7 separate regions of the Mus musculus genome follow, and regions 1, 2, 3, 4, 6 and 7 are each linked to region 5. Evidence: chromatin contacts called from public HiChIP or PLAC-seq and promoter capture Hi-C data. All regions are on one chromosome and are shown on one strand. The core of a region is the stretch at or near the end of the contact, and the rest is flanking DNA. Distances in the headings are between cores, read along the strand shown. Region 1 holds the start of Snrpc (U1 small nuclear ribonucleoprotein C). Region 2 holds the start of Uhrf1bp1 (UHRF1 (ICBP90) binding protein 1). Region 3 holds the start of Decr2 (2-4-dienoyl-Coenzyme A reductase 2, peroxisomal). Region 4 holds the start of Pgap6 (post-glycosylphosphatidylinositol attachment to proteins 6). Region 5 holds the start of Ggnbp1 (gametogenetin binding protein 1). Region 6 overlaps Ilrun (inflammation and lipid regulator with UBA-like and NBR1-like domains). Region 7 holds the start of Axin1 (axin 1).

Region 1 (3,865 bases), core at 726-3,225, 810 kb before region 5:
TGGCAGACACATAGATCCTTGCCTCTTGGCCTCCCTCACTACTCAGTACCAGGAACAGAACTCAGAGCTTCTGTAGTTTAGGCATGTGCTCTACCAACTGGGTTATACATCTGCCTGGCAGCTTCATTTATTTACTGTCTATGGCTTCTGTCTACAATGACTTTTAGTATTATAAAGACTTTTTAGTATTATAAAGACTCCATATTTACAAATCTAAAACAGTTTGCTACTTTAAGAAAAAGCATGCGTATGGCTGATCTGAATCCTGGTACTATTTCAATGTCCTCATGTTTCTCTTTTTTTTTTTTTTTTTTTGGTTTTTCGAGACAGGGTTTCTCTGTATAGCCCTGGCTGTCCTGGAACTCACTTTGTAGACCAGGCTGGCCTCGAACTCAGAAATCCGTCTGCCTCTGCCTCCCAAGTGCTGGGATTAAAGGCGTGCGCCACCACGCCCAGCGTCCTCATGTTTCTCATGGGAAAACAGCAGCTTAAATATATTTAAGCCACACTATTAGGAGAATACAGTACTATAGGCTGGTCGGAGTGATGCAGGCCTTGAATCCCAGGCATGGAGGCAGCAGGACAGCCTGTTCTACATAAGTTCTAGGCCACCCAGGGCTACATAATGAAACCCTTTCCAAAAATAAATAAGCCAAGGAAGTGGTGGCACATAACTTTACTCCGTGCACTCAGAAGGCAGAAAGCAAGCAGCTCTCTGTGAGTTCGAAGTCAGCCTGGTTTACAAATTATTCCAGAAGATCTGTCTTGTTTCCTCAGGAGATTGGGGGGGGGGGGGGCAGATAAATAGATTATTTAAAACTATTAAAACCATAAAAACCAAATTTTGTTGTTGCTAAAGGTTGTTTTGATTTGCTTTTTTTTGAGGTAGGGTCTCCCACCATAGCCTTAAACTCACAGCAATGCTCCATCTCAGTGTACTAGGAAGACAGGCGCCAGGCCCTAACTTTGTTGCTGGGCCTTGTGGCTGCTACACACGGGGCAACACTAATCACATATCTCAGTTATTCCTCCTGATGATCAATAGTTAATGAGGTTCTCACAGGAGCTGAGAATGGAGCTGTACACTAAGACATTTCTTTCCATTTTAACCAGGCATTTGAATAATGTGACATAATCAAATCTGCAAGTTTGTAGGAACACACTCCTGGTTTGTTTGTTTTTTGTTTTGTTGGGCTTTTTTTGGAGGGTGGGGCGAGTTATTTTGACAAGGTCTCAATATGTATCCTTAACTGACCTGGAATTTGCCATCTTCCTGGCTCAGCCTCTCAAGTATTGACATTACAGGTACATGCAGTTTCTGTATACGCAAATGCTTTCCATCTTCAAGCTTGCTTAAAGTTTTATCATTCTGCAAATACCTTCAAATTGCAAAGACCTCACAAAAAGGGTGGGAAAAAACACCCGCTTCCTAATTACTTTCTAAGAAAGGTTGTCATAAAATTTCCAGGAGACTGTAATGCACACACCTGGACCTAAAGAAAAAGAATTTTGCATACAAGGCGTTTTAGGATTATAAAAAAGACCCGCCACTTACAGAATCGTGGGTAAGATACGTATCACAGTAGTCACAATAAAACCTGAAATGACAAAAGAAAACGTCAGCAATTAACAGCTGTCCAAACAAACAGACCCAAAACCCAACTTCCTCGGATTGTAAGTCAAACAAAGCGTCCTGACAGAATGCGAGGCTTCTGAGCGAGGGTCCGCGCCCACTCTGCCAGGATGGCCGGAGAGCCTGGGTCTCCACCCGCCATCCCTCGGAGGGGCTCGCCTTCCCCTCGGAACGTCCAGAACCCGAGGCCGCCGCCCTGCACCTTCACCAGGACCCAACTGACCACCGCAAGTCCGCTTGCTCCCAGGGCCACACTCACTTGGGCATGATGCTCCACAAGCCGTTGGCTACCCCGATCCCCGCCGCCAGGAACTGACGCACACAGGCTGCGCCGACGCGAGCAAAGGATGCAGACAGGAGGGGTAGGACTTCCGCTTCCGGCCTCTGCCCTACGGATGCTGTGGGTGCCTCTGAGGTTCAATCCGCGCTCACTTATTCAGGATTAGTTACTCCGTCTAGGAAGTGCGTAATTTAGTACTATCAACAAAAGGTTCCAAAACCCTGAGTCAGCAGTTCCTACGCTGCGAATCATTAATCCAGCTTCTCAAATTGTGGTGACCCCCCCAACCAGAAATTATTCTTGTCGCTATTTCATAACTGTAATTTTGCCACTCGTATGACTAGTAATGCAAATTATCGGTGTTTTCTGATGGTCTTAGGAGAAACCTGTGAACGGGTTGTTCGACCCGCAAAAGGTGTCACGACCACTGCTCTAGTATGTACCCAGCTCTTCTGTAAATGAGAAGTGAAAAAGGCAGAACCAAATCAGGTAAAAGTTCTCATTCTCCAAGACCTGATTAGCAGTAAGCTGAAATCGATCAGTGGCTGAGGGATCAAAGTCCTATGCTGGGGAAATGAAGCGGGGAAGAGCGCAGCTGAACATCAAGGAAGACAAAGAAAATGTAGAAGACGATCACTGAGAAATTGATCATTGTATTTGAGCAATTAAGACAGACGTGAATTGTAGGGACACACTCCTGGGTGAGTGGGGCGGGTCTCAAGTTTTAAACCCTGTCTCCCTGCTTCCTTCCTAGCTGTGCAATTTACTCTCTCTGAGCTTCAGTTTCCTTATCTGAAAAGTAAAGGTAATAACTTGTGCAGTTTAAGGAAGAATCAAATGTAAAAATGCTGGAAAGTAGCTGGAGAATTGGTGTAGCGATTAAGCATTTGTTGCTCTTGGAACAATCTAAGTTCGATCACCAACACTCCCCCGTGGTGACTCCCACCTGTCTGCAGCTCAAGTCTCAGGGTGTCTGATGGATCTTTTTTAATCCACTCCCAGCACTAGGCACATACATGGTGCACTTACAAACTAAACACCCATATACATACAATAATACAAAAATGAATTTAAGCCGGGCAGTGGTGGCGCACGCCTTTAATCCCAGCACTTGGGAGGCAGAGGCAGGCAGATTTCTGAGTTCAAGGCCAGCCTGGTCTACAGAGTGAGTTCCAGGACAGCCAGGGCTACACAGGGAAACCTTGTCTAAAATAAAACAAAATATAAAAAAAATTTAAATGTAAAGCTCATAGGGCATTTAGCGAAAGGTCTATGCACTTAGGCCACCATAAATGGTAGTGATTCTATAGACGTTGTTAGCAGTACATTGCCAACTAACAGGTCAAACTTAGAGTCTGTTCTCTCAAACAAAGTGGATTGCCTTTTAACTTGAACTCCAAAGAATGAGAGAGGAGGGAGGAGTCATACTGCTGTCTCTCTCTCTCTCTCTCTCTCTCACACACACACACACACACACACACACACTTGGGGGGGCAGGGAGAGAGAGAGAGAGAGAGAGAGAGAGAGAGTCAGAAAAGTTACTATCCCTAGGCTGGTTTGCAAAATTCAATTCAAATGTGATATCACTTGAAAGCAGTGATTTTCATTGTCACCTTCAGATAACTTTGGTCCTTATTAGTTCCTTAAATAACCTAGACCTTTGGCGGGGTGGTTAATCGTAGCACTCAGGAGGCAGAGGCAGGCAGATCTCTGATTGAGGTCAGGCTGATGTACAGAGTGAGGTCCAGAACAATCAGGAATACACAGACAAACCCTGTCTCAAAAAATAAATTAAAGCCGGGCGTGGTGGCTGTATTAGTCAGGGTTCTCTAGAGTCACAGAACTTATGGACAGTCTCTAGATAGTAAAGGAATTTATTGATGACTTACAGTCGGCAGCCCAATTCCCAACAATGGTTCAGTCGCAGCTGTGAATGGAAGTCCAAGGATCTA
Region 2 (3,914 bases), core at 343-2,842, 830 kb before region 5:
CTCTGTGAGGCTCTTAAATAAATCTTTCAATATAAAAACACATGGAGTCTTCTAATTTATCACTGTCTCACCACATGGTCCAAGTTGGCTGGGAACTCTACTGTAGGCTGGCCTTAAAACCCCACTCCTCCTACCTCAGCCTCCAAATGCTAGGACCTCGGGGGTGTGTGCACCACAGCAGCCTAGATAGTCTTTGACGTATCTACTACTACTATCTAGTTTGAAAGAGATAAACGTTGAAGAGGAAGTGCCCAGACTCCAGGAGCCGGCCCTTCAGTCATGCACATAACAGTTAATCAAACAAGGTATCTGAATCTAGCTAATAAATGTCTAAGATCACATAAGCCAATGTCAGCCAGGCAACGGGGGACACCACGTCAGGGACAGAGGCTCACACAAGCCCTGGTGTTCCATGTTGACTGGCAACACTCACACACACCTCTTGAAAACCACTAGTCACTGTGCTGCCAAACTCTGGATCACTAGAGCCTCTGAGACAACCTAAATTAACAACCATCACCAAGCTAGAATAAGCAGCGAAAACCAACTGCAAAGCTAGCTCCCAATTTTCGCAGCCACCCATTCTAACAAGCTGCATCATCACGCAGAGACCAGGAGTCCTTCAGATATAGCTGAAAAGTGTCTTGCCAGCTAACCCGTCATGCCCCAAATACAGAGCGACAGGACAGCTTAACAGGAGGCCACAAAGCACAAGTGGACACTGGCTGTCAAACAAACCTCCATGGCATCTTAAAGGGAAGGCTGCTGAAACTTTATCCCCCACCTCCGCTGACCTTTCTCCAATCCGTCTGTGTACGGAGAAGAAAGCGGACCCAGAAAGGAGGGAGGTCCGAAAGGACGACCAGCCTCGGGTGAAGGGTTTATATCTTTTCAAGAGTGATGCAACAGGGTCAGACAGAAGAGGAGGAGCTCGCCTCACAGAAGGAGAAAGCCGGCGTCGGCGCTGCAATCGAAGGGGACCTGGGTAATCCAGCACGGAGCGGCAAAGCCAGAAATGAACCGGCGCTGGGCGGCTCGGCAGGCGGGAAGAGGCCTCCAGGGCTGGCCTGCCAGGTTCCGTGCGGGTCTGGAAGGTACGGCCAGGAAAGGGCTGGGTGACCCGCGCCGAGGAAGGAGGCGGCGACGGGGGTGGGGAGGAAGGTGGCCCGGGCGAGGGAGTAATGCAGCGCCGACAACGGCCCGCAAGAGTTGAATCGCGCCTGCAGGGAGCCGCTCGCCCAGAGCGGCCGGAGGGAGGTCGGAGGGCTCGGAAAAGGACCGAGTACGCGGGGTGGCGCTCTCACCGGGACAGATGCTTCAAGATCTGCTTCTTAATGATCCCGGCCATGCTGCAGCCCGGGCCCGCGTGGAATGCAGGCAGACGGGCAGCCGTGGCCTCCTCAGTTGTGGAAAAGAGGCGTCCTCTCACCTCGCCGCGGCGCGGGCACCGGCTGCCGTAGCCACAGTGGCCGCCATGGCTCTCTGTCGCCCCTAACTCAGCGCCAGGAGTTCCGCCGCGTTCCCACCCGCCCGTGCGGCGCCGCAGGATCCCGCGGAGCAGAACCCAGACCGCACGCCACCCTCCGGGATCCCCGTGGCGAGAGCGCACGGCGAGGGGCGGGGACGCGCGCGGCGGCACAGGCGCAAGGGATGAGGGGCGGGGCGGCGGGAGCTCAGAGGCATAGGGGGCGGGGCAACTGCGCGGGGCGGGGCTTACACGCTCAGAGGCGGGGCTCACTCTTCCAGAAGGTAGATGGTGGCATTCGCCTTTACTCCGAACTCTCCAGAGCCAGAGGCAAGCAAATATAGGACCTTGAGACCAACCCTGTCTACATGGGGACTACCAAGACAGGGTTACATTAAGAGACCTTGTCTCTTCTGAGTTCGAGGCCAGCCTGGTCTACAAAGTGAGTTCCATGACAGCCAGGGCTATACAGAGAAACGCTGTCTCGAAAAACCACAAAAAAAAAAAAAGACCCAAGAAATCTAACCTTTAATGCTTCCAGTTTCAAGAAAAATATCTGCAGTTATTAAGCTGCTAAATACATAAGGCCTCCGTGATAAAGTGCTCGCCAAGCCTTGGGCCACTCCATTAAACACAGATGGAGGCTCCTTCCACTCTTCACTGTATCCAGGAGATACTCAGATACCATCTGACCAAAGCTACAAAACTGGGGCAAGGGCTGAATCCTGTTTCCATGCATGACAATGGCTCAGTGCAGGATCTCATTTCCCAATGCACCATTCTGACAAACTGCTGAGGTCAAAACGCCGAACAACCACAGCAAACCTAACCAACATACTTTGCTTAAAGCCCCCTTTAGGAAATTTAAATGTCTATTGATCATTAGTACATGACTCAATATACTTAACTGCCTTTTGAAAAGGGAGCAATGGAAATGAGAGCCAATGTCTTTAATTCTCGCTATTTCGTGTGGTTTTGCTTTCTTGGTAAGTTTGGCGGGAGTAGGAATTAATTACATCAAGCAAATGAGGTAAGTACTCCACTCAGACGCACCGCCCCCCAAAGACGGAGTGTTTTTATTTATCTGTGCATTCCTATGTGAGTGTGAATGTCATGTGCCCACAGAGACCAGAAGCTGTCAGATTCTTTGGCACTGGAGTTACAAGTAGTTGTGAGCCACTTGGTGTGGGTGCTGAGCACTGCACCTAAGCCCTCTAGAGCAGCACTTAGCAGGGAGCCATCTCTCCAGTCCCCAGGTCTTTTAAGTTTACTCTTGGAGCCCAGCGTGGTGGCGCAAGCCTTTAATCCCAGCACTCTGGAGGCAAAGGCAGGCGGATTTCTGAGTTTGAGGCCAGCCTGGTCTACAAAGTGAGTTCCAGGACAGCCAGGGCTACAAAGAGAACCCCTGTCTCGAAAAACCACCAAAAAAAAGTTTACTCTTGGTTGAGATTGAGACAAGGTATCCAGATATAGCCCTAGATGGCCCAGGGATTGCTATGTAGATAGACCAGGATGTGGCCAAAGTGGCAGCCATCCTCCTGTCTCTGCCTCCTGAGCGCCAAAAAATGTGGCTGTTCACACCACACCTGGCTATACTGTTTTAGTCACTGCAACTAACATTCATTGAGCTTTCACAAGCTGTCGTAAGTTCCTTCTGAAACTTTATTCATAACTAGCAATGTTTCCAGATTGAGATTTAATTTTAATTTTAAACACTGAGACAAAAAACATGGCACAAGCCTTTAGTCCCCACAATCAGGAGGTGGAAAAACAGGTGGATCTACTTGAATCTGAAGCCAGCCTGGTCTACAGACTGAGTTTCAGGACAGCCAGGGCTACACAGAGAAACCCTGTCTCAAAATTAATCAATCAATCAATCAAAAAGAGAGGATTGAGAAGGAGGGGGGGTGGAAATTGTCGGACAATAGTTTTTCTTGTTGAGACAGGGTTTTCCTGTGCAGCCCTGGCTATCCTGGAAATAATTTCTAGACCAGACTGGCCTAAAACTCACAGAGATAGGCCTGCCTCTGTGCCCCTAATCCTGAGTGCTGGGATTAAAAATGTGCGCTGCCACACCCAGCTGATACTATGCTCTTAAAATCCCAGTCCTCATGAGCTGAGGTAGTTCAAGGCCAACCTGGGCTATATAATACAATGCCATCTCAGGATAGCAGCCAGGCATGAGGGAAGCACCTAGGAGGAAGAAGCAAGACTATTAGGAATTCAAGGTTGTCCTCAGCTCTATAGTCATTTCTAAGACAACCCAGGTTCCAGGTGACCAGTATCTTTATTTTTCTGCATACACACCAGAAGAGGGCATCAGATTCCATTAGAGATGGTTATGTTCCACCATGTGGTTGCTGGGGATTGAAGTCAGGACCTGTGGAAGATTAGACAGTGCTCTTTACCTCTGAGCTATCTCTCCAGCCTGGAGACCATATCTTGAAAA
Region 3 (4,136 bases), core at 1,068-3,567, 940 kb after region 5:
GCTGGGAACCAAGGTCTGGGTCTCTGCAAGAGAGGATGTGCTCCAACTGCCATGCCATCTCTCCAGCCCCCGTCTTCTATTCTGAGACAGGGTCTCCCTCTCTAATCCAGACTGGCCACGATTCAAGGCAGTCCTGCAATCTCAGCTTCTTCAGTGCCCTTGTTATAGGCTTGTAGCACCATAACCAACTCCAAAATCTCCTTCTCTTCTCTACGGTCACCTTGTTCCCTGACAGAGGGCAGCAGGTTAGAGGCAAGATAGCCCTGGGGTCCCAATCCAGACTTAAACTGGACTCAACCACAGACTCCACCTTTTCCACCTCTCACAGGAACGTCATCCATGCTAGCGATTCTGTGGATGGGGCCCAGAGGGAGATCGAGCTGTGGTTTCAGAGCAGCGAACTGTTGAACTGGGCAGATGGTGGTCACCACAGCAGCTGCTACCCTGCCTGAGGGCTTGCACTGCCTTCTGCACTTCAGGTCTACCCATGACCTACTACCTCTGTCAACAAGAAGTCAAGCCCCCATGCTTCCCATGTCCCCAAACCACTCCCTACTCCCGCTCTACCCAACTCCAGCCCAGGGGAGTCTAAGCCTCAACTCTATGTGCCTTTTTGTATCCTAAGTCAATACAATATTGGACCATGTCCTTGTGTACAAAAGTGCCAGACAACCTTTGGGGCATTGTCAAAGGTGACTTCACCTGCCTCAAAGGAGAGACATTAAAATTTTATGCTTAAAATGGAAATGGTCTACTTACTAGTTCTGCTATCTCAGCACTGTGTGACCTTTCCTGGGAGATATGAACAAATGCTTGTTCACCCCCTCTAGGGCACCAATAACAGACTAGAGTAACAATTCCAACCATTTCCAGTTGGTGAACCCATGAGTTCGTTGGACTGGCTTATGGGACCGTGGATGAGAGATTGGCCACAGAAACATGGGTGACCTCAGGACAGCCGAGTCACTGAAAGGTCCCCCTGCCCCCAGCATGGGCAGTGACAGCAAGCCTGATGGGATCCTGCTTTCAGTTTACCTACCTCCTACAGGGGAGTAGAAAGTCCTAGGTGAGGAGTTAAGGCCAGTGTATAATGCCGATCCTGGATTACTACTCCCCTAGTCCCAGCTACCACCGTATTCTACTTATTTCATTGGCACGACTACAGGGCCAAGCTATAGGTCACCAGAGCAATGATGCACCATGATGTCCCATAGTCATGACAAATGTGGAGGAAATTGCTTTACTCAAGCACTTTAATGAGTGTTTTTATGCATGGTATAAAACATTAGGCCTGAAGCTTAGAGCTTTGAGTAAAGAAAGGAAGGATCCCTCGACTTTGGGTAAATGCAAGAACCAAGCAAGAATCCAGGGCCCATGAAATTGAGAATCCAATTGGGGTTCTTTTGCGGGCGCTGGTATAGCTCCTGCCCATCTGATTTGTCTGAGGATGGCAGTAAAGAATAGACCGGACCTGAGGCTTCTTCAAGGCCCAGTGAGCGAGCCTTCAGTAGGAGTACACACCAGTCTTTGTGGGTATTGTGTATCAGGTCTCCTGAAGTTGGAACAGCAGAGCCTAACACTCCAAGGGCTACTCTCATCTCTCCCTCAATGCAACCCAGGCACAAAAGAGTATCCTCCACTCCCGACCTGATGCTGTCCATGATGACCACCACGGCCTGATGTCCATTTATGTTCACATTGACACATGTAAGTCACATCTCACCCCGGATCCCAGAGTCACTGATTCAGTTGCAGGTACATCATGACAGCTTCTGTGGCTAATTTGATAAGTCATTTCACTCTTTGACATCTAGACAATGGAACCCAGTTCTTGGTTCTCTGAGTTTCAGTGCAGTGATTCTTGCCAGCCAGCAAGAGGTTCACTCTGGACTTTCCACCCGGGTTAGCCACGAGAGGGAGCTATTGGGTTTGCAAGCTCCAGATTCTCTGCACTGGGAGGTAGTGTCCAAGAGCGGTGTTCATCTGGAGTTCCGACTTCCACAGCTGATAGCACGCAGCCCGGCCAGCTTGGGTATATGGACTAAGTGGCTGCACAGACACCAACTGGGAAAGGAACCGGGCATTTAACTGGCTGGAGCGTCTCTGGGCCTCTGTATCAGTGCCTCCTCCCATTCTCAGTCCCAGCAGGCTGCGCGCCACCGAGGGCGGGGTGTCCGCCTGGTCGAGTGGGAAGGGCTGGAGGCTGGGAGTTGCGGGAGGGTCTGTGATAGGAAGGCTTGAAGGGCCCAGGCACCTTTTTGGGGTGGGGCGCCCCTGTCCCACCCCCGTCTGATGGGCGGCTTGATGTGGGGGCAGAACTTTGGTCCTGGATCTTTCTGGGCGGAGCGAGCAACCTGCAGAACGCTGCGTTTTGCGTTGGAAAGGTAGATCTGGTTCCTGGTTCCACTGTCCTTGCCATCCCGGACACGCAGCAATCATGGCCCAGCCGCCGCCCGACGTTGAGGGGGATGACTGTCTTCCTGAATACCACCATCTCTTCTGCCCGGATCTTCTCCAGTGAGCTAAAGCAGGGAACCAGGGGGCGATCCAGACTTGGGGCACAGGGTTTAACGAATCTGCCACTGGATGTGACATCACAGAGGACAGATGCTCAGTACTCCGTTCCTGGGCAATCGTAGACCTGAAGTTTCTTGGGGTTCTGGAAGAATGGGATGAGGGACTGAGGGTGGAAGCTGCTCACTTTGTTTTGTTTTGTTTTAGAGACAGGGTTTCTCTGTATAGCCTTGGCTGTCCTGGAAGTCACTTTGTAGACCAGGCTAGCCTCGAACTCAGAAATCCGCCTGCCTCTGCCTCCCGAGTGCTGGAATTAAAGGCGTGCGACACCACGCCCGGCGCTTGCTCACTTTTGAAAACAAGTCTCTCTTGGTAACTTACTACGCAGAAAATTTTAGGCTAAATAAACTCCTTCACCTCCGAACTTCTAGGGAGCCTAAAAATAACCGACTTTAAAGATTGCAGTTTTATGGCTGGGGATTTATGTCTTGCAAATTCATTGAGTACCTGTTTAGCAGGAGCATGTTTTCCTTCATAGCGAAACTGGGTAGAAGTTCATGGAGTGAAAGTTCTCCACGGGCCGCTTATCTATTTGAGCTTGAGTTAACAGAGATCTATCTATCTAAAGCTCTTCGAGATGAGGTTTCTCTGTGAAGCCCTGGCTGTCCTAGAACTCTCTCTGTAGACCAGGCTGGCTTTTAATTCTTGGTCCCCCTGTCTCCACTTCTCACAGGCTGGAATTACAGGCATGCATCCCCCATCAAGCTAAAACATGGTTTTCAAAGAAGAGTTTAGGGACTAGAGAGATGGCTGAATAAGTTCAGAGCACTTACTGTTCTTGCAGGAGACCCAGCATTGGTTCCCAGCATCCACACGAGGACTCAACTCTCTGTAGGCACACAGGCAAAACACTCATACTGGTAAAACAAATAAATATTTAAAAATGACTACATTTTCTTGTTTTTGAAGGGACAAAGTGGCCTTTATCACAGGTGGTGGTTCTGGGATTGGCTTCCGGATCGCAGAGATTTTCATGAGGTACACACTACCGGAACCCTTCCTGCCACCTTACGTCCCTTTGTCTGGATCTTGGTGGATTTGGGGGAGTGGTTGAATGCTGTCTTGGGGAGAGGTCAGGACCTTTGTGGTCTCCTAGAATTAGTTGAGACTGTGTGTGACTAGCCTCACAGCCTCGTACGTTGACGGGGTGCTGCTGATGTGGGAGAAGAGTGTCCCTTGGACACAGGTTTTGTGACCTCATTGAGAGGATTAGCAGCTCGATACCAAAGCTGGTGGAGGCTCAGAATTGTGGAGGTGGAGGTAGAAGAACCCTTCTCCAGTCTTCCCCAGCACTCAGCTTTTCACAACTGGACGTGAGTCCCACAAGAATCGACTGAGGCTCCAAGTAGTAGATTATTATTCAGAGCTGGTGGCTTTATGAAGTTTCTTCTAGTAGAACAAAGCCCTGTCTATTCAGAGTCGGGAAGATTAAATAAGCTGGTGTAGCTTCTATGAAAACCTGTGGAGCAGGTCATAGACACTGTTGTCACCGGGTGGCTCCCCCTCTCAAAATGGGCTCCTGTTCTTCACTCCAGTGTCCCAGCAGGGCCCTGCACAGATAT
Region 4 (4,023 bases), core at 166-2,665, 920 kb after region 5:
CTGACTGCTCTTCCAAATGTCCTGAGTGCAAATCCCAGTAACCACATGGTGGCTCACAACCATCCCTAGTGAGATTTGACTCCCCCTTCTGGAGTGTCTGAAGACAGCTACAGTGTACTTACATATAATAAATAAATAAATCTTTAAAAAAAGAAACAAGGGGCTGGTGAGATGGCTCAGTGGGTAAGAGCACCCGACTGCTCTTCCGAAGGTCCGAAGTTCAAATCCCAGCAACCACATGGTGGCTCACAACCATCCGTAATGAGATCTGACTCCCTCTTCCGGAGTGTCTGAAGACAGCTACAGTGTAATTACATATAATAAAAATAAATAAATAAGTAAATAAATAAATAAATAAAAAAGAAAGAAACAAGAGCTCCAAGGGAGGAGGGGGTGGAAATGGGAGGTACAGTCAACATCCGGAAAGGTCCAAGGAACACCAGGTAGCACAAAGGTCTCCCGGGGAGTTTCCCGCCGGGCAAGAGAAGGGAAAGTACTCATCTTTCCTATTTCTAAATGTCTGCGGGTAGGCAGAACACAGAGGGTCAAAGATCTAACTGCCTCCTTAAACTGTAGTCCAGTGCGTTCCCACTTGCGGAGCAGAAATAACAAAAAGCAGTTAGGAAGCTCCCCTATAAGGGAGTACCCTTTCTTTACATCCATTCTGGTCAGCCAGCTTCTCTAGGGCCAGCTGGCAGCACAGTCGGTGAGAAGCAAAATCAGCAATCAAGAGTGACCTTCCTGGGATTGGATTAGGAACATAATGCTGGTTAGACCCCCCCTAGTCCAGGGTCTGCCCAACTTTCTCTAGCTCAACCCTTCTACCAGATACTGTCCCTTGCGTCACCACGGTTCAGCTATTCTTCGGAGATAGGTTCCTCTACCTCCCAGCTCTTGGGTGCCACAGTCGCGTCTCTAAAGCACAGGAGAGACGGACCGGTAGAATCCGCTCCAAGTGAGCGAACTCGGCGGGCCCGGAACGGAAAAGCGGGCATGGGGGTTTTTCTGGCCCGGATGCCCCGCAGGGGGCGCAACCCAAGATGAGAACCTCGTTTCAACGCCGCGCCAGGTGAACGCACAGGTGCCCCCCGTGAGTCACAATCCCCGCCTCCCGCCCGCCCCCGGCCCGCGCCGCGGATGGCGCTGTAGGCCCGCGGGCTCACCGCTCTCCTTGCTGTTGCTGGCGGCGGCAGGCGGAGGCCGAGCCAGGAGCAGCAGCAGCAGCAGCAGTGACCCGGTCGCTGCCTCCCGCGCTGTGCCCCCGGCCCCAACCCGGCCCATGGCTCGGCGCTCAGCCCGAGCTACCCCTCCCGCGTCCCGCGCCGCTCGCCCCCGCCTGGGCAGCCCCCGCCGCCTCTGCGGCCGCCGCCACTGCCTCTGCCCGGAGCTCCCATGGCTCCGATAGACCTGCCGCCAGCGCCCCGGGCACTTCCGCCTCCGAGGCCCCGCCCCGCAGGGAGCCGGCCTGCGGTCTAGGTTCCTGAGGATGCTGGACCGCGTCACCTTGGCCAGAGTGGAGGCGAACAGCAGGGGGCCGAAAAGGTCTCATTGGAAGGGGACACGGATTCACTGGGGATCACTCAGCTTGAGGGGGTGGGCGGCAAAGGATGAAGGGTCCTGTCGAACGCTTTGGGGTACCAGACGACAGATGTCACGTATACGTGACATATACGCCCGAAGGTGCACTCTGACCTTGCCTGGAAGAACCGAACCTCCAGCTGCTCTCAGGACCCCTCACACCATAACCATAAACTGCCGCAAAAGTATAAGAGACCAAATGGAAACGGGAAGGTGCACTTTGAGTAACCGAGTTTCATGTCAGTGTCAGATGAACTACTCTGGGTACCAAAGGGATATATTCCAAACATGTTAAAGATGTGGTTGCAAACTGAAAGCCCAAAAAGAGAAGTTGAGGCTTTTTTCAGAGGGGTTCGATGCAACAACAAAAGTAAAACAATGCACTAAAAACATGCGTACAAAAATAAGCCAAACATTTGTGGCCCGTGCCTTTAATTCCAGCACTGGGGAGGCAAAGGCAGGCAGACCTCTGAGTTCAAGGCCAGGGTAGTTTACAAATAAAGTCCAGGACAGCCAAAGCTATTACACAGAGAAACCCTGTCTTGAGAAAAAAAAATTATAAATAACACCAGGTCAGGTTGCAGCCTATCATGAAAAGCTGAGTACAGTGGATCTCAGCTGAAGTCCCAGTGCTGGCAAGGCTAGAACAAGAAAATCACCAAGAGTGAGGCCAGCCTGACCTACAGATACTAGTAAAGTGCTCCCCACATCAGTATTACCTGCCTTTTCAGGAAAGTGATAAGGGACCAGGGTGGTCATGGTGCACACCTTTAATCCCAGCACTTGGGAGGCAGAGACAGACCAACCTCTGAGTTCCAGGTACTCAGAGAAACCCTGTTTTGAAAAGCTGGGGGAAAAAAGTCAAAGTGCTACATGCTACAGGATTCCTAAAACATTATGCAAATTAGAACAACAGGACCACCTCCTGTGTTAGAGAATGTTAAAAAGTTGGAGCATATTTATCCTTTTGCCAAACAAAGATCAAAAAGCTCTTTGGGGAGATGGGGCCCAAATTAAGGAATGTCCCCAAGGAGCCTCCGAACTCTCCAAAAATAGCCCCAGCCTGTAGGAAAACTATTTCCTTTGTTATCCTGCCAGGGTTCACTGAAGTGTGGGGCTGCATCCACCCACTGTTCTAATGGTAGATGCATATATAAAGTGGTCACCCCTACTGAAAGTGACTGTGGTCACATGAGAAAGGGCTGGTGGGGCAGAGCACACCTGTATCTCAGCACAAGGAAGGAAGAAAGGCCCCACCCACCGGCAAGGCAAGTGGATATCTAAATTCAAGGCCGGCCTCGGGTACAAAGGGAGTTCCAGGACAGCCAGGGCTACACAAGAACTCCTTTCTCAACACCTCCCCTTTCTCCTCAAGAAAAAAAAGGAAAATATTGTGCTTTGTTTGGGAATGATGTACTGTGTTAGGAAAGTGGGGGGGGGGGGATGTTTTAATTGAGTGAGAGAAATTCACATCTTGTGTTGGAGAGAGTGATAGCCACAGGTTAAAAGCCCTTGCTCCTCTTCTAGAGGACGAAAGTTCAGTTCCCAGAATCCATGTTAAGTGGCTCATAACCACCTGTAACTCCAGCTAGGGGATCAGATAAGCTCCTCTGGTCTCCTAGGCCACTCCCATAGAAAAATAAAATTAATTTTCATGTCTATGTATCAAAGGTATGGAATATCTGCAAAAGAAGTTGGCATCTGGTCACCGTGCTGCGCCCTGGGGGAAGGGAGACAGGAGGCTAGGAATAGAAGACTGAACCATACCTGCTTTTATCGCTTAAATGTTTTACACAGTAGGGGGAAGGGAGAGGTAAGCTTGCTAGCAGCATTGAAGAAGGCATTGAAGACTGAAGGGTGTAGGTCACAGAGGAAGGAAACAAGGTAGCCAAGCTAAAGGAGACCCTTTGTTGCTGTGGAATCCGGCTGAGCCCTGCAGACCCCAGCTGCAGGGGGCCCTCCAGCCACTCTGAATTTAAAGCGACAGAAGTCTTTGAGTGTTACTGCTCCATGCCTGCTGAAGCATCCCACAGTCCCAAGAGCAGCAGACGTGATCAGTACTGAAGTATGCTCTACTGGCTGACCCAGCCTGGACTCAGAGCCCCCTCTCCTCTCTCTGCCCACTCCAAAGCCCTCTCTGAGTGTGTCATTGTGGAGGAGGGTTGTTGTGCTTTCCAAGTGAAAAACAGGCAGCAGAAGTCCCTGCTGTGCCCCTGTAAGGGCTAGAGAGCTTGAGGGTGGACACTCACCCCAGAGTAAAGCCTAAGGGCCCCGGGCTGAGTAACAGCTGAGCAAGGACCCCTACCAGGAAATTGCACTCGCAAGGAACCCTTCCAGGAAATTAGGGAACAGCAAATGCAAAAACGTACTGTATTGTGTTGGCCTAGTAGTCAGCACACAGTGCACAGTTTGCTGCAGGACTGTGAACTGTCTTGTAACAAGAAT
Region 5 (4,188 bases), core at 1,409-3,908:
CATTGGCTAACATAGGCTTAGTCCTCTGTACAGTCTAATCTAGGCCTAGGATGTTTTCAGCCTCTGAGACTTGCTCACCCTTTCTAGTCCTTTCTGAGCTCTGGCTGGCCAGTCAACTCAGCTGTTCTGGCTCAAACTCCTCTCCAAGATGACTGATCCAATCTGGCTTCTCTCTCAGCCTCTGACTTCTTTCTTCCTGGGCTCAAAATATGGCCATCTGTTCTAATCTTCCGGTTCCTTCTCATTCTCTGGTCTGTCTGTCTGTCTGTCTGTCTGTCTTCACTTCAGTCTGGCTTGTTCTCTCTTCAACCTGTCTCTGCACAACTCTCCCAGTTAAAAATGCCTCCTTCTCTCTCTCCACTGCCCCTCAAGTAGCTTCCCTTTCTTCTCTCTTCTCTGAGTTGGGCAGATCCCATTCTGTCAAATCTTTCTCTGATTCATCACTTTGTCTGCCACTCAATGAGACATCACTTTCAAACATGGCTGCTTCCTTCTACAAACTCACTTTACCTTCACTGTTTGGGAGTAAAGGCCTGTGCTGAGGATATGTCTGTATTGCACTCAGAGGGAGTAAAGGTATGTACTAAGGTGTTGTCTGTATCCCAGCCAGAGGGATTAAAGATGTGTGCTACAACTGAGTCACACCACAACCAGAACCAGGTTTTTTTAAAGCTCAGTAAATAAAACAATCTTGGGGTTCATGGTGTGATCAAATATCCTGCAGCACAGCACCTTGAAGAAGCTGGGCTAGGCTTGAACTCAGTTCTCTTGGGCCCCTTTAAGTGCTGGGATTAGAATGAGTCGCAGCACGGTGCCTACTGTGTACCAGGCCCTACTGTGTGCTCAGCCTTCATCTAGCCCTTGATACCTCACTGATCTTTAGATGCCTCAGAGGCCCTTGTTGCCCATGTCCATTTTATGGGTGAGGAGAGTAGGCAGAGATACCCAGCAATGCTCCTCTGTCACATGACACGGCGTGGAGCAAGTGGGGTTCCAACCTCAGATTCTGCCTCATGCCCTGCTGGGCTCCTGCCCCACCCCCACCCCCAGAAGTCTTAGAGGAGAGGCATCCATTTCTGCTCCCCTCCCCTCTGCCCCTCCCACCTGCATCCTTACCAAACTCAATTGGGCAGTGTTCATCCTCTTCCTCCTTGATGAAGGCCCCAGGGGTGAGCGCCAGTGGTCCCGGAACCCACTGTAAGCATCCTTGTTCTGTCTCCAGGGCCTGGCCAAAATGCTCCCTAAACCCAAAGCCACAGTCAGGTGGGGTCAGGGGACACCCACAAATGTGGCCTGACTCTACCTTGAGTCTCTCCACGGACCTGCTCTGTTCCCTGGGATAGCTAACAGAGGGGTTTCCCTACCACCTCTGGGGGACATAGGATGTGGGGAGCTAGGCACCTTCCAGACAGGGAACTGCTGCTAAGACCAGTGGGAGAGAAAGCCAGGCAGGAAAGTAGGGGTACAGGCTGGAGCAGAGCCTACTTCAGCGTACTTCTGTCCAGACTCTAGTGCACCCTTCCTAGCCTCTAGGATATTTTCTTTGGTTGTTCTTTGTTTTTTCAAGACAAGATACCCCTCGGTGTGGCCCTAGCTGTAGACCAGGCTGGCCTCAAATGCAGAGATCTGCCTGCCTCTGCCTCCTGAGTGCTGGGATGAAAGATGTGTGCCACCAATGTGTTTTGTTGTGCTGGGGACTAAACCCAGGCCTGGACCGTGCTAGGCAGGCGGTACTCCACTCTGAAGCCACACCTCAGTTCCCAGCCACTCCTCACACAGCCCTGTTTGCTGACCCTCCCTCCCTTGGGACCCTTAACTGTCCCTCATGGCTTTCACTATTCAGGACCCCTTACCCCAGCCCATTACAGCTGTGGGCTTCTAGTCATGGCCCTCATGCCTGCATCCTCCTTCTGTTCTAGCTAGATCAGGCTACCCCACCAGCCCTAGCACCAGCAGCACCAGCCCCTCACCTGTCTGAGGCCCCGGAGACCTCCCCTACTGGCTCCTCCTCCTCTCCTTTCTTCTCAGGTAGCTGCTCCAGAACCTCCCAGGTTCCTCTGAGAGGAACTGATGTTACCTCAACACCCTGGGCCCTTAGCTTCGGGACATCCTTGGAGGTGAGGGTCTGGGACCCTGAGTCCCCAGTGCCCAGCTCAAAGGCATCATGCCTCGGGTTGGAGGGAGCTGCAGAGAGAACCCTGGGCGGGGGCTCCCTCTTCCCATTAGAGGAAGCTGCAGAGTGGACCTTGGCCCGGGGCTCCTTCCTCCCACGACCTCCCTGGTGGCCCATCATTGGGGAGACAACATCTTGCTCCCATGAGGAGCTGGGCTGGCTCCTGGTCAGGGGCTTGTTAGTGCTCTTAGAACCGCCCTTACTCCCCACCAGGTTTCGGAGAAAGCGCAGCATGGAGGAGCAGCCTAAGATCCGTGACCGAGGGGTCCGCGCCGGGGCTGCCATCCTGAGTGGGACCCCGACTCAGGGAGAAGCCATGGCAGCCAGCCCAGGACCAACTGCTAGCAGAAACCTCCAGTTGGAAACTTCCAGAAGTTCTAGAAGGCAAAGAGGAGGTGGGGGTGGGGGGAGGCTATAACTGGAGGCTGGTGGGGGGGGGTCTACTGGAAGGAAAGCGGGTAGAGGGGTAGAGGGAGCTAGCCAGGGTCCAGCTCAGCAGGTCTCAGAGGAAGGCTGGAGATTGAGGGATGGTGAGACATAACACAACAGCACCCACAGGCTGTGGAAGCCTGGCTGAAGGCAGATAGGGCGGCCGGGGGGGGGGGGGAGGAGGGTGCACACGCTGAGAACAGGACATCATATGCTCCTGTCTATCCATAAACTCCTGTTTACTCTGGGTTTGAGATCAGTCCCTGCAGCTGCCAGGCTGCAGGGATCTAGGACAGCACAAATTCTGAGCTGCCCCTCCTCCTCCTCTTCTTCCTCCCCTTCCCCCTCCTCCTCCTCTCTTTTAGGGTGTTAGTAGCACAGGCTGGCCTCTATTTCATGATCCTCCTGCTTCAGCCTCTTGAACGCTGGGACTGCAGGTCAGCTCATCCTGGTTTTTGTTGTTGTCTGTGGTTTGCTTTTCACTAGAGGGAGAAGATGGAAGAGGAGGCCCGGGAATCAGAGACAGGAAAGGCAGAAAACAGAACGCTTTTCCCCTTGGCTGGGACAGGGCAGGCAGGGGAGGCTGTAGCTGCTTCCAAGCCCGGCCGAGGACCTTCCCCTAAGCAGCAGCCTCCCTGAGCGCCTGCATCCGGCGGCCACCGAGAACTTCCTCTAGAGGGAGCTGGTCATTGCCGGGAGCTGGGACCTCCTCTATGGTCACAAAGTCGCGAGGTTTCCTGGGCCAAGAGGCAACCCGAGGCGGCATCCAGCACCATGAATCCACTGATACCAGTTCCTGCCAGTCAGGCCTGAAACCTTGGCCCCTGGAAGCAGCCAGCAAGCCCTTCGGGGTCTTCGTCTTTGCACGGCTGAGCCATCCCACATCTGGAGCAGAGTCATTCAGGTACACGGGCAGCCAGTGCCAAATCCCACCGTCCTAATCCTGGGCAATTCTGGCCCAGGGTGGGGCAGAAACCTCCATCGGCAACCCGGTGAGGAGGGAGGCCTTGATGTGGCTTCCCTGGGAGGTTCTGAAAGGGAAGCTGCAGGCATGGTTCACACAGGGCCTCTGGCTATACATCAGAAGCGCCCCTTCCTGCCCGGTTCTGGTGGCCCTGGACTTTTATGTGGAAGGAGGGGAGGGTCAAGGTCATGAACAGAGACAGAAATTATACGGTTGATACTCCCTGCTGTACCAGGACACGGACAGTCCTCCCCCAGAATGATTCTAGGTACAGCCTAGTGGTCGGTTGTGAGGAACATGCATCCTGGGCCCAGCCAGTGGACATAATGGGAAGTCAAGGCGACTTGGATGGGGGCCAGGTGGGCCAGGGCAGCACTGGCTGTGGAGGGCTTTTCTGAGACTCTTCCTGCTCTCTAACAGTAAGCCTCCAGGGTGGTGTTATTATTACTATTATTATTTTGAGAGAGAGAGATGTGGATGAAGTCAGCGTCCCCTGGCCCTGCTGGCCTGGGATTACAAGGTACCAGGAAGAGCACCCTATCCCGGAAGGAGCCGTTGGGTAGACTATGCCCAGCAGAGGGTTGTCTTGATGAGGCCTGGCTCTCAGGGATGGCAAGAGGAG
Region 6 (3,755 bases), core at 739-3,238, 770 kb before region 5:
ATTCTGAAATGCATAAAAAAATGTTTGAGTCGTTTTACACGTCTGAGCCCTCAATGCTTGTCTAAAGCATGTGATGCCTAGGGTATGAAGATGTTAACGGAACTCGAGTATGCAGTAGACCTTTGCAAGAGCTGTTGTTTGTTGCATTTGCAGTGCTGAGATTGAACCAACCTATAATACCATAACCTTTATTTCTAGGGAAAAACTGTTGGATGGCATACCATGGCATATTTATGGTGGTCAGGGACAACTTGGTTCCTAGGTCCCCTGTAGGACCTAGGGACCAAGCTCAGGCTGCTAAGGTGATAGCATATAATTTATCCAGTATGTCTCCCTCGATCTAGTATATAGCTTTTATTTTTTTTTGTTTTATTCCATTTATTTCTTTTGTGTGTATATTTGTTTGTGCACGTGTATCAAGGCTGTTATGTGGAGTCAGAGGACAGCCTGCCTCTCCTCTCCCACCTTGTACTCAGGCCGCCGTGGTTGGAACAGATGCTGGCACTTGCTAAGCCATCTTTATGGTCCGTGTGTGTGTGTGTGTGTGTGTGTGTGTGTGTGTATGTATGTACATGTGCGTGTGTCCTTGTTGATGTGTGCACACAGTGCCAGGGCTGTGGAGGCCAGTAGAGGGTATGTGGTTCTATGGTTGTGATTGTCTCATATATAATGTTTGTGTGCATGTATGTCTGTGCATCATATGCATGCAGTACTCTAGGAAGCCAGAAGAGGGTGTTGGAGTCTTTGGAACTGAAGTTACAGACTGAACTTGTGGGTGTGGGGAATTGAACCCAGGTTTCTTTGCAAGATCAGTAAATATTCTTCTATCCAGCCCTGTATGGAACTTTGGGTTTTGTTTTTTTGGTTTTTTTTATGTTTTTATTTATTTATTTTTTTTTTTTGAGACAGTCTTTATGTAGTACTGGCTAGTCTATAGCTTGCTGTGTAAACCAGGCTGTACTCAGATTCACAGACATCCTCCTGCCAGTCCCTCCCGAGTGCTGGGATTAAAGACCTGCACCCCTACGCCCTGCCTGTATGTAGCTTTTTAAAGTTACTTGTTTCATAACCACCGTGCAGTGGCCAATATCCACTGACTTCAGGTTGCACTTGCAGCTGAGGTGAGTGGCCTGCTCCGGGTTTGTTAGTGTAGTAGCTAGCGTTGGGTGTGTTGCACACTATAGAACTTACCTTTTTAAAGCTTGGAGACAAGCATACGGTTGGTTACTTCCTCTGTGGATGTTCTCTTATGTGGACATGTGTATGCCAGAGCTTGCTTTCATATCATCTCCAGAGATGGCATGGCCAGCCGGCACGTTCCTCAGGGGAAATGAAACTAAGCCACTTTGAGGCTGGTCCCTATGGGAAGCACAGTGTCCCAAGATCTCACAGGCAGGAATTCTTAGACACAACAGAAACATTTAATCAAAGAGATTGTAAAAGGTATATGATATTTCTTAGCAAAGCCCATAAATTCTGCCTTTATTATATTTCCTAATTTTTACAGCAATAACAGCTAAATTATAGGATAAATTGTGTATTCAGATACTTTTTGGCAACTTTAAAAAAATCAAACCTTTGTATTTTTTAAACCAAGAAACACCTCTTTGACAGTCTTAGGATCAAATCAGTTTGAAATTCTGCTTAGTTGCAGATTTATCTGCTCATACCATAACTCACTATCTGAGTTTCATGACAAACCAGAACCGTGTGTAAGGAGCGCTGTGTCTGGACATGCTTTGTGCGGTCATCCTGTGGTGTTTGGGGCAATCCACATTGTCTCCTCACAGTGGCTCAGAATTTCCAGAAACTGTAGTTACCATAGATACAGCGATTGTAAATCATTTCAGGAAATTAAATCCAGCGACCAAAACAAGGAGTTATTCTAAACCTGCTCTTTTGACCGAAACGTGAGTTGTTGGACCCCGAGGTGTGTGACGGAAGTGACTCAGCAGAGTGCAGCCTCAGGTTACATGCACAGTCTGCCTTTGTCCTCCTGAGTACACAGTGCAGTGCACATACACAGCACCGCCCTCAGACTTCGCCTCAGAGGTTTGCATTGCAATAAGTTCCTGTAACAATGTGGCTTCCATCTGCAAATTCATCTTAATACTTAGCAGCTTGAACCTGGACTGACTGAGGCAGATTACAGGGTCCTTCTGGGGACCCCTGCTTCCGGAGCACTTCCATCTTCACAGGAAGGAGGAGTGCCTTCCTGCCTTGGGCCTTGTTCTCCTCAGACTCGAGTGCTACCCGAGTGAAAGCAGACAGGAGGCCTGGCCAGAGCAGATCTGCTGCTAACTAATTGGATTTCCCTTTGCAGTGTGCCTTGGTGTGTGTGTCCGAGAGCAGAGGACGGCCACACTGGGGGTAGAGCATATGTTCCACAGCATAGGGGCTCCACAGGGCTAATCCTGCCAGGCTGTGGTCCTCCTTACAGTTGCACACTATGTCATTAGAATGAGTGTTTTATGCTTAGTGGCCTGGTGTTTTTCTTTTTTCTTTTCTTTTCTTTTTTTCTTTTGTGTGTGTGTGTGTGTGTGTGTTTCACTACTGGGGTTAAGACTATGGCTGTGTGTATACTCAACACTACCCCTGAGCTGTTCCCTCTGCCCAAGAAAAGCATTTTTTTTTAAAGATTTATTTATTATTATATATACATACACTGTTGCTGTCTCCAGACACACCAGAAGAGGTGTCAGATCTCATTATGGGTGGTTGTGAGCCACCATGTGGTTGCTGGGATTTGAACTCAGGACCTTTAGAAGAGCAGTCAGTGCTCTTACCTGCTGAGCCATCTTGCCAGCCCCGAAAAGCATTTTTTTTAACTCTGTAGATTTTTCTCTCTTTTCTTTTCCATCCCTGCCCTCTGCATTTACTGTGTGCATGTGTGTGACTACATAGTAGCCACAGCTCATGTGGCAGTCAAAGGAGTGCTTGTCAGGAGGCAGGCAGGCCTCTCCTTCTGTTAGTCAGGTTGTAGTGGCTAGCACATTGTCAGGCCTGGCACCAAATGCCTTTACCTAGTGAGCCATCTTACCAATCCCCTTCATATCCTCTCTGCTTTTGGGGGACTGGTGTCTCATATTGTAGCTCAGTCTAGTAACCTAGAACTTACTGTGTAGCCCAGGCTGGCCCCAAACTCCTGACAGTCCCCCTACCATAGCCTTTTGAGTACTGCGACTACAGACATCAACTCCCATGTCTGACTAGATGTTTCCTTTTGCTTTAGTTGATCTAAATTTCCCTGTACCTGAGAGCAGGCAGGGTCTCATGTGGCCCTGGTTAATAATCTTGAACTCGATATGTAACAGAGGCTGGCCTTTTAAAACTCCTGCTCCTTCTGTCTCTGCTTCTCGTGTATTGAGCTTACAGACATGCAGCACAATGCCCAGCTTGTAGTTTCAGTTCTTATGTTTTCTAATGTGTATGGGTATTTTGCCTGAATCTGTGTAGTAAAACACACACACACACACACACACACACACACACACACACACAGAGACACAGAGTGTGTTAGCTACAAAGTGGGTGCTTGGTATTGAACCAGGATCCTCTGAAGGAGCAGCAAGTGCTCTTCACCACTGAGCCGTGTCTCCAGCCCTGTGTGTGAGTAACAGTGCTTGCTCCCAAGCCTGAGGACTGGAGTTCATTATCCGTAGTCACATGGTGTTGGGGAGAACTAGGTCTAACAAGGTGTCCTCTCATCTTCACGTTGTTCCGGCAGCGGTACATTCATGCGTTCATGTAAACAC
Region 7 (4,323 bases), core at 450-2,949, 890 kb after region 5:
TCTAACACTTAAGGCACACAGAAATACCACACATAAAGCAGCTATGATAATTCAGTAAGAATCTAAAGCCCATTGCACCAAATCCAGCCTCAAATCTGCAACCAAGACTTATAAAGTGACTCTATAAAGGTAATATATAAACCTGATATCATATATAAAATTCCCTTTGACACTGTCAAAACACACAGCCCTGGGTGTATTTGTATATATTGCTTATACTCAAGTATAGCTTCCAAGCTTATGATTTAGGTGGAACGTGGAAGTAATAATATGACTATCATACTAACGAGCCATTGATTAAATTCTTGAAAGGTCAGGACTCTCATTTCATATCTAGTGCAGTCCCCCATCACATAAAGTCGTAACGGTGTTTCTCTGAAAGATGTAGGACAAGTCAATACTGCTGAAAAATCAAACAAAATCTCTGTGCTCCCTATATTTTCTCGGCCCTGAAGTGGGCTCTAAAACTGAAACCAGCTAGTACTGCCTCTCTCAGGTAAAGTCAGACTCCATGTTCTCCAAAACGGACTGTGAGTAAAGGAACGCATTGGAGTAAAGGGGAGGAGTACACAGTTATTGCGAACTCTTTACAAGTTATCTTCAGATGAGCCGAAAAAAATCCTTATGCCCAACTAAAAATGCTCGCTCTGGGCTTTGGTTTTGGGTGAATTTGTTTTGTTTGGGGGGAGCATTATTAAGTAAGGCAATGAACACCAGGACAAGTGGTTATCTGGCAAGCCAAACCACACCAGAGAGTGCCCTCCTTGGATTGTTCTTACTCGTCCCTACTTTACTTTTTCATAGGGACTAGGGGATAGCGCAAAGGAAGACACACACACAGTCTAGCACCAGCAGCTTCTCAGCACCCACTCACCCATATCCTAAATGTGTCCCAGACCCATCAACAGTACACCACACTCGGCAGACACACACCCACCTGTACATCATTCTTAGAATCCTTGCTTTTCCTTAGTCCCTGGTCCTGTTCAAACAGGCCTTGCTTTCCCCATGCCCTACTATCGTCCTGTCCCTGGCACATCGCCCCCCCCACCCCCAAGCCCTTCTCCTCATATATACCTAGCATACCATGCAGTCCCCACGCCTCTACTCATACTGCGGAGCCTGCCACCTCTTCCGCTCAACGTCCCCTTGGATCTCAGGTCTCCCTACGCCGGGCACAACCTCGCACATCAGGGGCCGCGCTCCGGCACGCCTCCCGCCCGCAACCCGCGCGCCCCTCTCTTCCGGGTCCGCGTACGCCGGCCTAGCGCGGCCTACTCCCGCAGCCCCGGGCAGCAGGCCTCCGCGCCACAGGAGCGCGCCCGTCGGCTCCCACTACTCACCAGCGCGCGGCGGCTGTGGAGGCGCGGCCCGGGGCCTGGCTCCCGGCCCGGCGAGGCCCATGCGCTCAGCGGCGGCTCAGCGGGCGGGCCACGGCGGGGGCGCGGCCCTGGGGGGCCCCCATCGCGGCGGCGGCGGCGGCTCGGCGACCCGTGGCCCGGAGGCGGCGCAAGGCAGGCCGCAGAGCGCCGCCAAAACCGGCTGCTCACTCTCACCAGCCCTCTCTGGAACCAGGCTCCAGCCCGACCCCAGCAGGCTCCTGCGGCGGCGGCCGCAAGCGCTTCCCTGAGCCGGGAGCCTGAGCCCAGAGCCCTGAAGCCCAGGCCTGAGCGCCCCCGCCGGCGCCGCCCGGAAGTGCGGGGGCGGGGCCGTGGTGTGGGGCGGGACTGCTGCGGAGGCTGGGTCTCGTTGTAGAGGCAGAACCACGGTGTGGGGCGGAGCTTCTAACACGGGGCGGGTGGGAGTCCGAGGACAAGAAGAGTAAGGGGCAGAGTCTTGAGCGAAAGGCGGGACTGCGGCGTACTCAGGAGCCAAGCACTGTCTTGCGGTGGTGAAGGCGGGGCGTGAACTAGGAGTGCCGCTGAAAAGAAACGTAGCCGCGGAGGATGCCCAATGGGGCAACGACTACTGCTCGTCCCGAAAGGTGCCATGGGAAACAGCCCTGAGCGCGCTCAACAACCACAGCCATCACTGAACCCTAGGCCAGTACACTGAAGGCAGACCACTCATATCTGATCGCAGATGCTATTGAGAGAGTAGAGTTTCTGGGTAGCTGGTCGCCCTCCACACAAATACACACATAACACTTATAATGTCTGCAAGGCATCTCTTGCTAAGTCTGCAAGCGCAAAGAGTCAACTCCATTTTGCCCCACCACAGGAACATAGATGCACAACTCTCTACTTGGCAGGTCTCAACCCTCGGTCAGCCACATCCCAAGGAGAAATATGTGAACACAAGTAATTACTGCACTTAAGAATGTCATCTACCAGTCAAATCAGCCCCTGACACCTCTCAGGTAGTCCATTTTGCAGACAAAAAGTTGTGACCTAGGCTTAGTACGCACCCACCCAGACCTCACCTTGGCCAGAGGACTCCTGGTACCCATACCACCCTATACTGGCTGCATCTGCACTTGCCATCTACATGCTTTTATACTGCTGCTGCCAGTGCCACTGCCATGTTTTGTTCTGGACATTGTTCTCCCTCATTGCCTTGTCCCTTCTTCATGGCTCACAGGCAAAAGCAGTAGTACTGGCTTCAGACTCTAAACCCACAGCTGACTGGGGTGATCCTAACCCTGCCACCTGTCCCTTAAGAGGACTTAGCACAGTACCGAGGACCAGGATTGCTATGTATAGAGAAGGAACCACTTGAACTATAGCTACTAGGGTGACCAAGCCTGACAAATTCCCCTCCTAGACTCATCACTGAGCCTCAGGTCTGGGGCTGGGGTATAGATAGTGCCCCCCCCCTCAAATGCCAGGACAAGTTTCATGTTCACTTCTGTCCATCTAATGCAGCCTCAGGTCCTCCGGCCTCTGGGCACTGGAGACTCTCTAGCAGCCCCTGACCCAGACCATTCAGCCTCATACCATTAGAAGAAACAATCACGACCACTGAGTGAGCAGTAGATAGCCTTGGCCTTGGGCATCCTCCCCACTCCCAAACCCGGACCCCAATGCTTGCCTTGATTCTGTAGAGCTGCTGCTGCGGCCAGGCCAGGCTCTCGGGATCAAGTCCACGTCCATCCTCCTGCTGGCCCACGGTGGTAGGTATCCCCAAGCCCTGGGACCAGAGTAGGGCCCTCGGGCCTCCAGCTCCTCGGGACCCCTGCCCTGCAGGGACAGGAAGGGAATCAGGAAGCCTGGAGGAAATGCAACGGCCTGCTAAGGAGTGCTGGGGGGGGGGGGTGTGGTGGGGGAGAAATTATAAATAGGGGTAAAAGGATTAAATTATGAAGACCTTGAGGGAGTTTCTGCAATGAGAGGGTAAAGGACAGCACTTGAGAGCCTTGAAATGCCTTTGCTCCTCCCAGAATTGCCATTAGCAGCTTTAACTAAATTTTCATGGCATTTGCTCATGTTTCTTGCCAGGAATCAAGAGTTTTAAAAACCCAAACTCATGAGCAGAAATTCTTTTCCTCAATGTAGACATAGAAATATACTTTTGCAAAAAAGGTTTATTTTTATTTTACGTATGTATGTGAGTACACTCTCACTCTCTTCAGACACACCAGAAGAAGGCGTCAGATCTCATCAGAGATGGTTGTGAGCCACCATGCAGTTGCTGGGAAACGAACTTGGAACCTCTGGAAGAGCAGTCAGTGCTCTTAACCACGGAGCCATCTCTCCACCTTGACATAGGAATACTTTTAAATAAAGTGTCTTTTAATAATGATACAAAGAAGCCGGGCGTGGTGGTGCACACCATTAATCCCAACACTCGGGAGGCAGAGGCAGGCAGATTTCTGAGTTCGAGGCCAGCCTGGTCTACAGAGTGAGTTCCAGGACAGCCAGGGCTACACAGAGAAACCCTGTCTCGGAAAAAAAAAAAAAAAAAAGATATAAAGAGCTCCGGGTGTGGTGGCACACGCCTTTAATCCCAGCACTTGGGAGGCAGAGGCAGGCGGATCTCTGAGTTTGAGGCCAGCCTGGTCCAGCCTGGTCCAGCCTGGTCCAGCCTGGTCTACAGAGTGAGTTCCAGGACAGCCAGGGCTATGCAGAAACCCTGTCTCAAAAAACAAAAACAAAAACAAAACAGAAAAAGATGATATAAAGAGTGGGTGGGCTGGAGAGCAGGGCGGGGGGGGGGGTGCATATAGGGGACTTTCAGAGAGGAAACTAGAAAAGGGGATAGCATTTGAAAAGTAAATGAAGAAAATTTCTAATGAAAAAAAATTTTTTAAATGATACAAAGAGGGGCTGGCAAGATGGCTCAGTGGGTAAGAGCACTGACTGCTCTTCTGAAGGTCCTAAATTC

Evidence for each region. Promoter capture Hi-C pulls out the DNA fragments that hold promoters and counts their contacts. HiChIP or PLAC-seq counts read pairs in DNA pulled down with a chosen protein or histone mark.
Region 1: a contact with region 5 is called in an H3K27ac HiChIP or PLAC-seq map of microglia, with 6 times the contacts expected there. The contact joins the promoter of Snrpc here to the promoter of Ggnbp1 in region 5. A contact is called at or near these places in 3 of 39 promoter capture datasets (embryonic stem cells, hippocampal neurons and pre-B cells) and 8 of 115 datasets of contacts at active chromatin or transcription factors (bone marrow-derived dendritic cells, embryonic forebrain, embryonic stem cells and 5 more).
Region 2: an HNF4G HiChIP or PLAC-seq map of pancreatic cancer cells shows a contact between it and region 5. The contact joins the promoter of Uhrf1bp1 here to the promoter of Ggnbp1 in region 5. A contact is called at or near these places in 3 of 39 promoter capture datasets (embryonic stem cells and hippocampal neurons), 4 of 115 datasets of contacts at active chromatin or transcription factors (bone marrow-derived macrophages, embryonic forebrain, microglia and 1 more) and 1 of 9 other capture datasets (adipose tissue).
Region 3: a contact with region 5 is called in a promoter capture Hi-C map of liver, with 2.5 times the contacts expected there. The contact joins the promoter of Decr2 here to the promoter of Ggnbp1 in region 5. A contact is called at or near these places in 3 of 39 promoter capture datasets (the HPC-7 cell line, liver and pre-B cells).
Region 4: a contact with region 5 is called in a promoter capture Hi-C map of liver, with 4 times the contacts expected there. The contact joins the promoter of Pgap6 here to the promoter of Ggnbp1 in region 5. A contact is called at or near these places in 1 of 39 promoter capture datasets (liver) and 1 of 115 datasets of contacts at active chromatin or transcription factors (pancreatic cancer cells).
Region 6: a contact with region 5 is called in a FOXA1 HiChIP or PLAC-seq map of pancreatic cancer cells. The contact joins the enhancer-like site here to the promoter of Ggnbp1 in region 5.
Region 7: a contact with region 5 is called in a promoter capture Hi-C map of hippocampal neurons, with 2.3 times the contacts expected there. The contact joins the promoter of Axin1 here to the promoter of Ggnbp1 in region 5. A contact is called at or near these places in 2 of 39 promoter capture datasets (hippocampal neurons and liver) and 1 of 115 datasets of contacts at active chromatin or transcription factors (pancreatic cancer cells).

Annotation. Positions count from the first base shown.
Region 1 is chr17:27,838,197-27,842,061 of GRCm38.p6, reverse strand. It overlaps Snrpc (U1 small nuclear ribonucleoprotein C), which reads right to left and starts at 1,975. Exons shown (of 6, transcript NM_011432.2): 1 at 1,893-1,975; 2 at 1,556-1,598. The coding sequence starts at 1,900.
Region 2 is chr17:27,854,185-27,858,098 of GRCm38.p6, reverse strand. It overlaps Uhrf1bp1 (UHRF1 (ICBP90) binding protein 1), which reads right to left and starts at 1,592. Exons shown (of 21, transcript NM_001080769.1): 1 at 1,305-1,592. The coding sequence starts at 1,348.
Region 3 is chr17:26,088,345-26,092,480 of GRCm38.p6, reverse strand. Decr2 (2-4-dienoyl-Coenzyme A reductase 2, peroxisomal) reads left to right here and starts at 2,317. Exons shown (of 9, transcript NM_011933.2): 1 at 2,317-2,517; 2 at 3,484-3,552. The coding sequence starts at 2,438. Nme4 (NME/NM23 nucleoside diphosphate kinase 4) reads left to right here. Exons shown (of 5, transcript NM_019731.1): 5 at 329-736. The coding sequence ends at 452.
Region 4 is chr17:26,110,708-26,114,730 of GRCm38.p6, reverse strand. It overlaps Pgap6 (post-glycosylphosphatidylinositol attachment to proteins 6), which reads right to left and starts at 1,415. Exons shown (of 13, transcript NM_021793.2): 1 at 1,164-1,415. The coding sequence starts at 1,281.
Region 5 is chr17:27,027,729-27,031,916 of GRCm38.p6, reverse strand. It overlaps Ggnbp1 (gametogenetin binding protein 1), which reads right to left and starts at 2,658. Exons shown (of 6, transcript NM_027544.2): 1 at 1,971-2,658; 2 at 1,117-1,241. The coding sequence starts at 2,458. It overlaps Bak1 (BCL2-antagonist/killer 1), which reads left to right and starts at 3,290. Exons shown (of 6, transcript NM_007523.3): 1 at 3,290-3,506.
Region 6 is chr17:27,798,439-27,802,193 of GRCm38.p6, reverse strand. The region is part of intron 1 of Ilrun (inflammation and lipid regulator with UBA-like and NBR1-like domains); the gene reads left to right. Among named protein-coding and RNA genes, the nearest start is that of Ilrun, 20 kb to the left of the region's middle. Within about 2 kb of position 1,988, at least 231 of the 459 cell types and tissues checked have an H3K27ac peak or open chromatin away from gene starts, as enhancers often do. A contact at or near this core is called in pancreatic cancer cells, where this site is marked.
Region 7 is chr17:26,136,062-26,140,384 of GRCm38.p6, reverse strand. Axin1 (axin 1) reads right to left here and starts at 1,699. Exons shown (of 11, transcript NM_009733.2): 1 at 1,344-1,699. It overlaps Gm46600 (a long non-coding RNA gene), which reads left to right and starts at 1,633. Exons shown (of 3, transcript XR_001782196.2): 1 at 1,633-1,984; 2 at 3,044-3,112; 3 at 3,572-3,600.